Linked DNA regions of Macaca mulatta: region 1 is linked to region 2. The links are chromatin contacts, called in public Hi-C maps. All regions are on one chromosome and are shown on one strand. Each heading gives the region's core, a stretch centred on a gene start, on an enhancer-like site or on the middle of the called end of the contact. The rest is flanking DNA. Distances are from core to core; before and after follow the strand shown. Region 1 holds the start of RBFA (ribosome binding factor A). Region 2 holds the start of ADNP2 (ADNP homeobox 2).

Region 1 (5,105 bases), core at 2,532-5,031, 68 kb before region 2:
ACAAACCGATTTCTACAACGGGCTCAGGATTCTGCAGACAGATTACATAACACCTGCTGGATATGTGGACTCACGCCTCTTTCCGGTGGCTCCAGCCTCCCATAGTGGGTATCCTCCTTCCAAGGTCAGGACTGGATAGAATACCAAAAATTTATTACATCACAAACACAGTCTGGTATTCCTTGTGCTGGCATAACAAAAGACAATATATATAGTCGGCCCATTAAAAAAACTCTTGGCCAGGCGCAGTGTCTCACGCCTGTAATCCCAGCACTTTAGGAGGCCGAGGCAGGTGGATCATTTGAGATCAGGAGTTTCACACCAGGCCTGGCAAACGTGGTGAAACCCCGACTCTACTAAAAATACAAAAATTAGCCAGGTGTGGTGGCATACGCCTGTAATCCCAGCTACTTGGCAGGCTGAGGCAGAAGAATTGCTTGAACCCGGGAGTTGGAGGTTGCAGTGAGCCAAGATCATGCCACTGCACTCCAGCCTGGGCGATGGAGTGAGACTCCATGTCAAAATAAAAGAATAAATAAAAACACTCTTAAGAACAAGGGACATGGGAAAAGTTTTTCAATGGAAAGGACCAGCTCATTAGCTCTCACTTTAGCATTTCCCCAATTAAAAGTGGTGACCATGCCCCAAACAATGGCCTTTTCAAAATGGAATAATGCAAACTTGGGATGGATTTATCTGGTTCACCCCTTCGTTTGGCCAACCCAGCCAAAATGCTCCTTTTTGCTGGTAGCAAAGAAATCCCACCCAAGACCTGTGGCCAAACAGTAGGAAGAGATATGTGGTGGACAGCAGGAGAAATGTTGTGACTACATTACCATATTACGAGACACTGCCTAGCATACCACCGACTGGGTGCAGCAACCAAGTATTTACTGGCTAGCTCCAAATGGGACATATTGGCTATCTGGCACTAATTTATGGCCGTGGTCACCTCCAGGGTGGTTGAGACGATGCTCCCTAGGTTATGCTTGGGCACAAGGATGAGTAATGCAGACCCTGCCAAAAACAGCAAACCTTTTTCATTTACAATCTCACTGGACACATTCAGTATTCCAACAGTATGATCATTTAACTTCAAGCTTTGTACCACAGATCGCTATTGAAGATGTTATATGGGATACAGAAGCCTTAACAAATTGCACCCAAAAGGCCCTAAACGATGGGGTCATGCTTATGAGGAAAGCTGTGCTGCAAAATCATATGGCTTTAGATATGTTTAACAGCAGCACAAGGGGGCACATGCACCATCATAACAACGGAATGTTGTGTGTATATTCCAGATATCGAAGAACATAACCCGGCTTATGACTGATGTGAAAACCCAGATAATCAACCTGTCAGATCCAAAACCCTCACTGATTGGTTGAGTAGTTGGTTTGGATTCTGGGGAACTTGGTACTTATAAGAATAATTTCTGATCTGTCCTGTTTTTGCTTATAATGTTGTTACGGTATATGTTTGCAAATAAGCCCACGTGTAGCTGAAAGGGCTAGGATAATGATTGCCCAGAGAATTGCTGTAGTTGAGGAGGTAGTAATATAGCCTGACCCAGCTTCCAGTTTTGCCCTCCTTTTGTTGCTATAGGTCTGGCCTAGGTCCCTATACATTTTTCTTTTTTTCCTCTTTCTTTTTTCCTTTTCTCTCTGTTTTTTATCTTCGTGGGATGTGACCTCCTAGGAATGAGCATTCCTAGTGATGTAGGACCTGAACTTCTAGGAATAAACCATCCTAGCAACGACAAACCAGCAGGTGGGAAAAAAGGAGGAAGCAACAACCTGAGGCCAGAAACCCAATTCGTTTTTAAAATGCTTTTCTCCAAAAGATTTTAAAGAAAAAAAGGGGGGAAATGTGAAAGGAAATTAAATTTTGGGACCCCAAACTCATTTAGCCAAAGGGAAAAGTCAAGCTGGGAACTGGGTCACGCAAACCTACCTGCCTCCTCCTTTTGGTTCCTAAATAAGATGGCTACAAGATGAAAGGCTACACGCCTCCCCCATATTTTGCCCACAAGGAGATTCCTGGTGAGCTGTTCAAATTTCACCATGGTGGCCGGGCGCTGTGGCTCACGCCTGTAATCCCAGCACTTTGGCAGGCCGGGGCGGGTGGATCACTTGAGATCAGGAGTTTGAGACCAGCTTGGCCAACATGGGGAAACCCCGTCTCTACTAAAAACACAAATATTAGCAGGGTGTGGTGGCACTCACCTGGAATCCCAGCTACTCAGGAGGCTGAGGCAGGAGAACTGTTTGAACCCGGAAGGTGGAGGTTGCAGTGAGCGGACATCACGCCCTCCAGCCTGGGCGACAGAGGGAGACTCCATTTCAAAAAAATAAAAACAAAAATAAAACGTAACCATGGCAATGCAAATTGATAGCTTATTTTTACAGGTGCAGTCACCCTAGCCCATCTGATTGTTCCCCTACCCCACTTTGTCTGCGTTATCTTACGTAAAATGCAGATTCCCCACATTTCTCCTCTGCCCCCTTTTGTTTGTGAAAAATCTATGCTTCTCAATACTCCGCCCTTTCCCCTTTAAATCTGAAGCCCTCAAAATCTTATCTTTGGAGAAAGGCATAGACGTGTCTCCTGGGTGCATCCTTAACTTTGGCAAATAAATCTCCTAAAATGATTAGAGGCTTGTCTTGTCGTTTTCTTCCATTGACAATATATACACACATACATACAATAGATACACACATACACGTACATACATACACACATACGCACACATACACATGCACACCTCCACACGCGCCCACACATACACGCAGACGTGTCTCACACCACAGCAGACGCCTCGGGACGTCACGGCCCACACATCCCCAACGCTGCGGTCGCGCTCACTTCTCTGTCCACACCCGCGGGGAGCAGCTTCCCCGCTAGGCCACGCTGACTCCGGGGAAGCGGGCGGGGCGAAACCACTTCTGGGGAGGACGCCCAATCTGGGGTTTTTCTCTGGGTGCCCGGGGAGGAGGCGGCGCAGGAGCAAAGACCTGGAGGGCCCAGGGGCGGAAACATGGACGCCTCGCAGCCTCCCGCCGACAGCGGCCCTGCCCAGGTCTCCAGGCTTCGATGCCTTCGTTGCTTTGTGCAGAGAACCCGACTACGTCAGTTCCCAGCATTTAAACAAAACGCGTTCCCTAGCTCCGCAGTGCCAGGAAACCCAGCGGTTCCCGCGCTTCCCCACGGCGCACACCCTCCGCGCCGCCCTTGAGGCCTCCCCACGCCCCGCTCCCGCCGGCCCCGCCTCGCGCCCCGCCCCCTTTGCCGCCCGCCCCCTGTCTCCCGTCTAGCACTTGTCGCCCCGCCCCACGCCGTCCCCCGCCCGCACACTGCCCACCTGGGGTTGTCTTCACGCCCCCCGACACGCCGCCCGCCTCGCTCCGGTGGTCGCCCACCTCACGCAGTCCTTCTCGCTTCAGTCTTCGCCCCGCCCATTCACCGCCCGCCTCGCGTCCGTCTTCGCCCCGCCCACCTGCCGCCCGCCTCCGGCCTTCGCCCCGCCCACCTACCGCCAGCCTCCGGCCTTCGCCCCTCCGCCGCCGTAGCCCCGCCCGCCATGTACCCAGGCTTCACCCCGCCCCGGGCTGTGGCCCCGCCCACACGCCGTCTACTTCGCGTCTGTCCTCGCCCTGCCCTGCGCCATCGCCCCGCCCACACGCCGCCTGCCCGGCGTATGTCGTCCTTGCGCTCCGCGCCGTCGCCCCGCCCACACGCCGCCAGCCTCGCGTCTGTCGTCGCTCCGCGCCTGCGCCCGTTGTCTCCCTGGTTGCGCCGGGTCTTCGCGCCGCGCCATGTGGGCTGTGGCGGGCGGGCTGTGGGGCTCCCGCGCGGGTCTCCGGGGCCTGCTCCGTAGCCGGGATGCTGCACTCCTTCCGGGCTGCGCGCGGGGAGTGCACGGCTCTGCTGTCTTCTGCAAGAACTGGCTCAAGAAATTTGCCTCGAAAACCAAGTAATGCGGCGGGGTTTGGTGTCCTCGGGCGCGGTGTTCCCTGGGGGGCGGTGTCCCCGGGTTGCGGTGTCCGCCCACCCGCGTTCTTGCGCCCACGCGGCTTGGGTCGCCAGTTCCTGACTCCTGGGGTCTGCAGCAGTTCAGCTCTCACTGTCAACATTCGCAGTTTTTCTGTTCGTGGACGTGTGTCGGGTTAAAAAAACAAAGTGACAATGTGTGTTTATTTTTATTCTTGTCACCGGACGTATTTTTCAGGAGATTAGTTTCAGGAAATGAGGAAAAATGAAAAAATATAAGAATTTCGTTGCTAATGTTGACTTTCTGTGTGGAGTTAATTTGAAGACTAAAGCTTGTCATGGTAATTAGTATGTTTAAATGATGAAAGATAAGTACAATAAAATATAATGGCTTTTCACGCTGCTTTTAGTTCTTCTAAGTATGGTAGATGGGTGTATGTTTTCTACTTTAATACACTACTTTTAAGACAGTTTTAGACCCTGCAGAAAATTGCAAAAATAGTACCGAGATCATGTGTCCTGGCACCCAGCTCCCCCTGTATTAACGTCGGACTTTAGCTTCTCCAGCCGATATTGATAGATTGTTGCTAACTGAAGCCTGTACTTTATTCACTTTTCCTTGGTTCTGCGTGCCGTCCCTTGCTGTCCCAGGTCCCCACCCAAGGTCCACGTTACATTGAATTGTCTTGTTTCCTTAGGCTGGAGTAGTGTCCCAGACTGTCCCTGTTTTTGATGGCTGTGCCAGTTTGGAGGGGTACTGGTCAGGTGCTTTGCAGGATGCCCCTCTGTTGGAATGTGCCTGTTTTTTTTAATGCTTAGATGTGGATTATGGATTTTGGGGAGGAAGACTGGAGGTAAAGGCCATTCTCATCGCACCGTATCCAGGGTCCACGTTGGCCGTGATCCCCTGCGTGAGGTGCTTGCCAGGTTTCTCTACCTTAAAGTTACTCTTTTTGCCCCCTTACTGTACTCTAGGAGAACGTCGCTGTGTGCAGCCCATGCCTAAGGAGTGGGGAATTTTGTCCTAAGTGATTTGCATTCTGCAGAGAGGATGTGTCTCTTCACCCCATTTATTAATTAATTCATATCACCAAGAACTCGTGGGTTATAATCCT
Region 2 (5,155 bases), core at 2,024-4,523:
TTTGTTGTGAACAACTGTCTTACAAATGCCAATGCTGGTTGTAGGGGGACCTAGCTGAGAGCGTGGGAAGCTTCCACATGGGCCATCTTCATTTTCAAACCTAACGGAGCAACCGGAGTCGAGGAATCTACTCTTCTACTGCCACCAAGTCTGTGGTCTTCTTGTTATTCAGAAGTAGGTGTGCAGAATAAACCTGCATGAGCTGTGACTTGCCTGGTAGATAAGTCCTGAGGTCCAACTTGTGTCTTTGGTTTGATGACTTCAGTGTCATGCACTTTCCTGAGTCTATGAAAATGATCTTGACAAGTCCCCAGGTCATATTGCTCATTCCTTCTGTGGTGGGAGGGACAGTCTTTTTTATCTGAACGCTGTGGATGGCGGTTTTAAACTGTATTCATCAGATATCCACGCTGAAGTGTTTAGGGATGGTGTACTGATGTTTGCTTAAAAAAAAATGAGTAACAGGTAAATATTTGAATACATATGTGATAACACAAGTAAGCAAATGTTAACTGGAAAAGCTAGGTGATGGTGTTCCCTGAACAATTATTTCAACTTTTCAGTACATTCAACATTTTCATAGCAAAATGCAAGGGGAAAAAATCATTCGACATTTAAATTTTATTATATTTATATTTATCAAATTTATTATATTTATGAAAATGTTGATATTGTATTTATTAAAGTAATGTAGGCACAAGGGATACAATGATGAATGAGACATGGTCCCTATTGGCGCCCCGTAGAGAGACAAGCAGTGAGCAGATAACAGTAAACAAGGTGGCGAGGGCAGCAGGAGACACAGAATGTTTTGGGAATGTCAAGAACTACCTCCCACATTTTGATGTGTATGTGTGTGTGTATGTGTGTGTTCAGAGAGATCTTTCTGGGAGAGAGGCCGGTAGGGTTCAGCCTTGAATGGCAATGGAATGAAAATTAGCTCAGGGGTTGGGACAGGAATCCCATGAACAAACACCATGTGGTGTTTACAGGAGCAAAATGGGGCTGGGGGCTGACTGGTCAGCTTTGGAGAATTTGTGTGTCATGCTGACCAGCTGGGCTTGATCCCTGGGGGATTTTGAGTGATTGCGGCAAGAAGGGAAGGACAGTCAGATTCACTCTTTAAAAGGGCTGACTGGGGAAAGTACCTGAGGTACCAAGCTGGAGGTAAGGTGGTGGGAGCCTGTGCAGGTGTTACAGGCAGGAGATGACCTGAATGCCTGCAGTGGTAGTGAGGCTGCAGATGAGGGAACAGATCTGACGAATATTTGGGATATAAAGTTGGAAAACTGGAGACAGGGAACACGCTGCTTGCTGTAGGAGTGGCTGTTGAGGAGAGAACGATGGGCTCAGATTTGAACATTTTGAATCTGAGTTGCCTGTGGGACTCTGAAGTGGAGCTGCCCCCTTTGGCAGCCAGAAAAATACAACTGAAACGTAGGAAAAGGTGGAGATACTGGTTTGGAATGGAAATAACAAGGTTTGAATCTGTGGTCGAAATTAACAAGGGAGAAAATGCAGAAAAAAATGAGAGGCGTGGGAGTTCCAATACCCAGCACGGTGCCTGGCACACAGGAAGCAGGTGGCGCATATGTGCTGCACCATGTAGGAAAAAGCCAGCAGGATCCCAGAGAACACCGCGTTCAAGGATGGGCCAGGAAGAGACGCAGGCGAAGATGAGGAAACAGTTCGTAAGTTTGGAGATTAAAGAGCCCGTTTGGGGAGTAGTGGAGTAGGGGGTGGGTTTGTGGGGAAGGTCTGTAGGAAAGGGGGATTGGTCTGTAGTAACAAGTGGAAGATAGATCGAGAAAGACGAGGCCTAAAATCTGTTTTGGACTCAACAGTTAGGAGGGCACTGGTGACCAAGGCGTTTCGGCAGAGTGGTGAGGGTGGGGGTGAGAGGCATGCAGGGGGCTGAGGAGACAGACACAGGGACTGCTGTTTTGAGAAATGTGATAGAATGAGAGGTCACTAGAGGATCAACAGGAGACTGCAGACTTTAACTACACTTTTCATCCCACCCATAATTTTGCAAGGAGGATATATAGGGACATCACATCCATTTACCACTGTAACTCAAAATAAAATTTTAACTCGTAAGCAAACATAAAGGGCAAACTCTTCTTCAACTATGACTTGTATTCCCGTAGGAAAAAAGCAAATTGTGGTCAGGTCATATCGGCCCACCATTTAACACAATTTTAAAACGAATATGGACATTTATTTAGTGCCTATTATGTTTTTAGTCACTGGGCTAAACTGAGCAGAGGGCTCCCATTGAGAGGGAAAAGCTGAAATTATGGGCAAGTGGATGGTGACAAGGAGGCTCTGGAGAGGTCTGTGGGCGGAAGGCCCAGCCTGGGCACAGCCTTTGCCCCGCGGCGGCTGGAGTGGGCCTCAGGGCTGGAGGCCGGTGGCGGGTTGCAGGGGCTCAGCACTCTGGAAGGAGACATGGCCTTGTGCTGAAATGGGCACGTGTCCTGCAGGGGGCTTCGCCAAGAAGGAAAGGCCTGGAACAGCCACGGAGGGTGCGGCTGAGTTAGGGTCAGGGGAAGGAACACTGGGGGAGAGTTTGGGTCAGAGTCAGGGTTAGTGCTAGGGTGAGGTTCAGGTGCAGGGTCAGAATTAGGGTTAAGGTTGGGGGCACTGGGGGAGGTGCCTGCGCTGCCCTCGTGGTTACTCCCACGTGCTCTGGGGCACGAGGGCGTCCGCCAGAGGCCTGGGGACTCCACAGAACGAAGACCTAGAGCCATTTTGAAAGCCCTACTCCATGTTCCACTCATTTTGAGGAATAAATTATTATTGCTACCCAATTGATAAAAACCTCTGCAAAAGTGAACTTTTAGGTTAAGAGTTTATACAAATGTATGCAATTAACCCTCTCCCCACACAACTTGTAGTAGATCTAAAAATCAGAATTCTCAAGAAAAGGTGTGATCACTTTCCCACAGGAATGATGAAGTCAGGAGACCCCAGCCAGTCGGTTCACCAGGATATGTCAATCATGGCACACTTGTCCCAGTTCTGGGAGCCAAAGTTCTATCTTCCAATGGCAAGGCAGCATTATCACAGCTGGGCTCCCATTGGCTCTGAGATGTGGGCGGGGTCACCACTCCTGGAGCTGGCACTAGCTCCACCCCATTCCATGCAAATGAAGTCAAAGCTGTGGTGAGTCCACGTGATTAGTCACATGGTTGATGACACACTCTCCCCACCCCTTTGGTGACGTCATTACCCACTCAAACTCTCACGAGAGTTTGCACAGATGTGGAAAGGAGCTGGCAGGGCAGTTCCCTGGGCCAGAAGGGAGTCAGGGGGCCCTACAGGGGCCCCCCACTGCCACCCCAGAGCCTCCAGTCCAGCTTTGGCCAGGGGCCCCGGGGGCCCTGTGGGAAATGCCAGGGGCCCCCAAGCACACTCTGCTCCCATTGGCTAGCTGCGCCTACATGCAAATGAGGGCCAACGTCACTTCCTGAGGCCAATCGAGCGCCATTTTCTCTTTCTGGCTGCGCGGGAGGAGGGGACGAGTCGCGCCGGGGGTGGGCGCGCGCTGAGGCGGGGGTCCCGCCGCGCGGGGCGGAGGCGCGGGCGGGTGCAGGCGGCCCCACGGGACGCGGCTGCGCTCGGCGGAAGACGCGGCAGCTCTGCGAGAGGCAGCAGCAGAGACGCGGTGCTCCTCGGGGGCCGAGTGGTAGGTACGGCCCGGCCCAGCGCGGGCCCGCGCGGCGACGCCCCCTGCCCCGGTCCTGGCCCCCGCCCCAGTCTGGCCCCCTCCGAGCCCCGCCCCCGTCGGTACCCAGCCCACACCCACGCCAGCCGCCTGCCCTGGCGCCGCCCGTGGCCGTCTCGGGAATCCCGGGACGTTCTCACGGCGCGGGTTCGCGGCCCGAACGGCGCCCGTCGACCCCCGACGCGCCCGCGGCCCGCCCCGCCCGCCGCCGGTCACGTGGGAGCGGGGGCCGCCCCGGGAGGGCGGAGAAGTGGACGGGGACCAAAGGGGAGAGGAGGAATAGGGGGAAGATGGGGACGGGGACCGAGGGAGAGAGGGGGGACTGGTGAAGGGAGCGAGGAGTAGAGGGAGAGGGAACGGGGATGGAGAAGAAGAGAGGGGGCAGGGAGCTGTGGCGACCCCTGTGAGGACCCCAGCAACGCCCCGCCGCCGGCCCGCCCGCCGCAGCCCCGAGACCGGGTTCTCCTGGAAGCTTCTCCCTGGAGGAGCCTTGAGTGACGGCAAATGTAGGGCAGGAGCTGACAGTGACACCTAAATCTGCCCAGGTTTTTTCCCCTAGAAAGGTTTGAAGAACAGCTGATAACGGGGCCCTGTTTCTTCACCGTTGAGCTTTCGATGCGAATATCAATAATTGATATGCAGATGTTGACTTTACATACTTTTCATCAGCCGTTGCTGGTTGCGTTGAAATAGATTCCGTTTACAAAATTTCTATCACAGTTGGCTTTGGAATGTTAAAAATTTTAACTGCCCTTTTAAATATTGTGCAGATGCAGAATGAGAAATAATTATTTTAAGTAGTTTATTTGAGCAGAATAAAAAAACTTGCCTGAGTGCTTAAAACTTACTCTATTTGCATGGGTAATCACTGCCTCTTGGGATCTTGAGGAATATACTGGGTGTGGAGGAGTGGGGTGGGGGAGGAGAAACTGGTAAGCAGGTAACTGACAATGCAGATTGGCAAGTGGGGCAGCAGATATTTGTAGAGTACTGTGGGCATCTGCCACGCAGAGCCTTTGTCAAAAAAGGGTTTTTTTTTTTTTTTTATAAAGAGCCTTTGTCAAAAAAGTCTGGGTACCATTTGTAGAGGTGAGGAGCATTAGTGGGAGAGAGGACCACGTGTAAAAAGTTGGGTAAAGTACATGTTCAGCTGTGTTTGGAAGTTGGTAATGTATGTGTAACTTATTTAAAGATGTTCCTGGAGAGTTGGCCTTGTATGAGTGTATTTTAATATTTCGGTTAAATTTCGGTTAGAGTTAGGACTTCACTCTGAAGACAGCATTGAGCCCGTCGTCCTTAAACATGGAAGTGACAGATGTGTGTTAAGAAAGGAAGTACAGGAGTGGAGATGAGACAAGAGGTTGTCCTACCGGCCCTCTAGTTGAGGGGAGGAACAGTGAGGGTTAGGACATGTCTGAAAGGAGT

Evidence for each region. A called contact is a pair of places that touch in the nucleus more often than the background predicts.
Region 1: a Hi-C map of CD4 T cells shows a contact between it and region 2, with 2.4 times the contacts expected there. The contact joins the promoter of RBFA here to the promoter of ADNP2 in region 2. A contact is called at or near these places in 3 of 14 Hi-C or Micro-C datasets (CD4 T cells, cortical neurons and fetal cortex germinal zone).

The regions. Positions count from the first base shown.
Region 1 is chr18:988,404-993,508 of T2T-MMU8v2.0, reverse strand. It overlaps RBFA (ribosome binding factor A), which reads left to right and starts at 3,781. Exons shown (of 6, transcript XM_028837907.2): 1 at 3,781-3,973. The coding sequence starts at 3,816. LOC106994592 (a long non-coding RNA gene) reads right to left here and starts at 3,284. Exons shown (of 4, transcript XR_013408188.1): 1 at 2,866-3,284; 2 at 2,226-2,335.
Region 2 is chr18:919,824-924,978 of T2T-MMU8v2.0, reverse strand. ADNP2 (ADNP homeobox 2) reads left to right here and starts at 3,273. Exons shown (of 4, transcript XM_015122250.3): 1 at 3,273-3,691. LOC144336414 (a long non-coding RNA gene) reads left to right here. Exons shown (of 8, transcript XR_013408191.1): 8 at 1-309.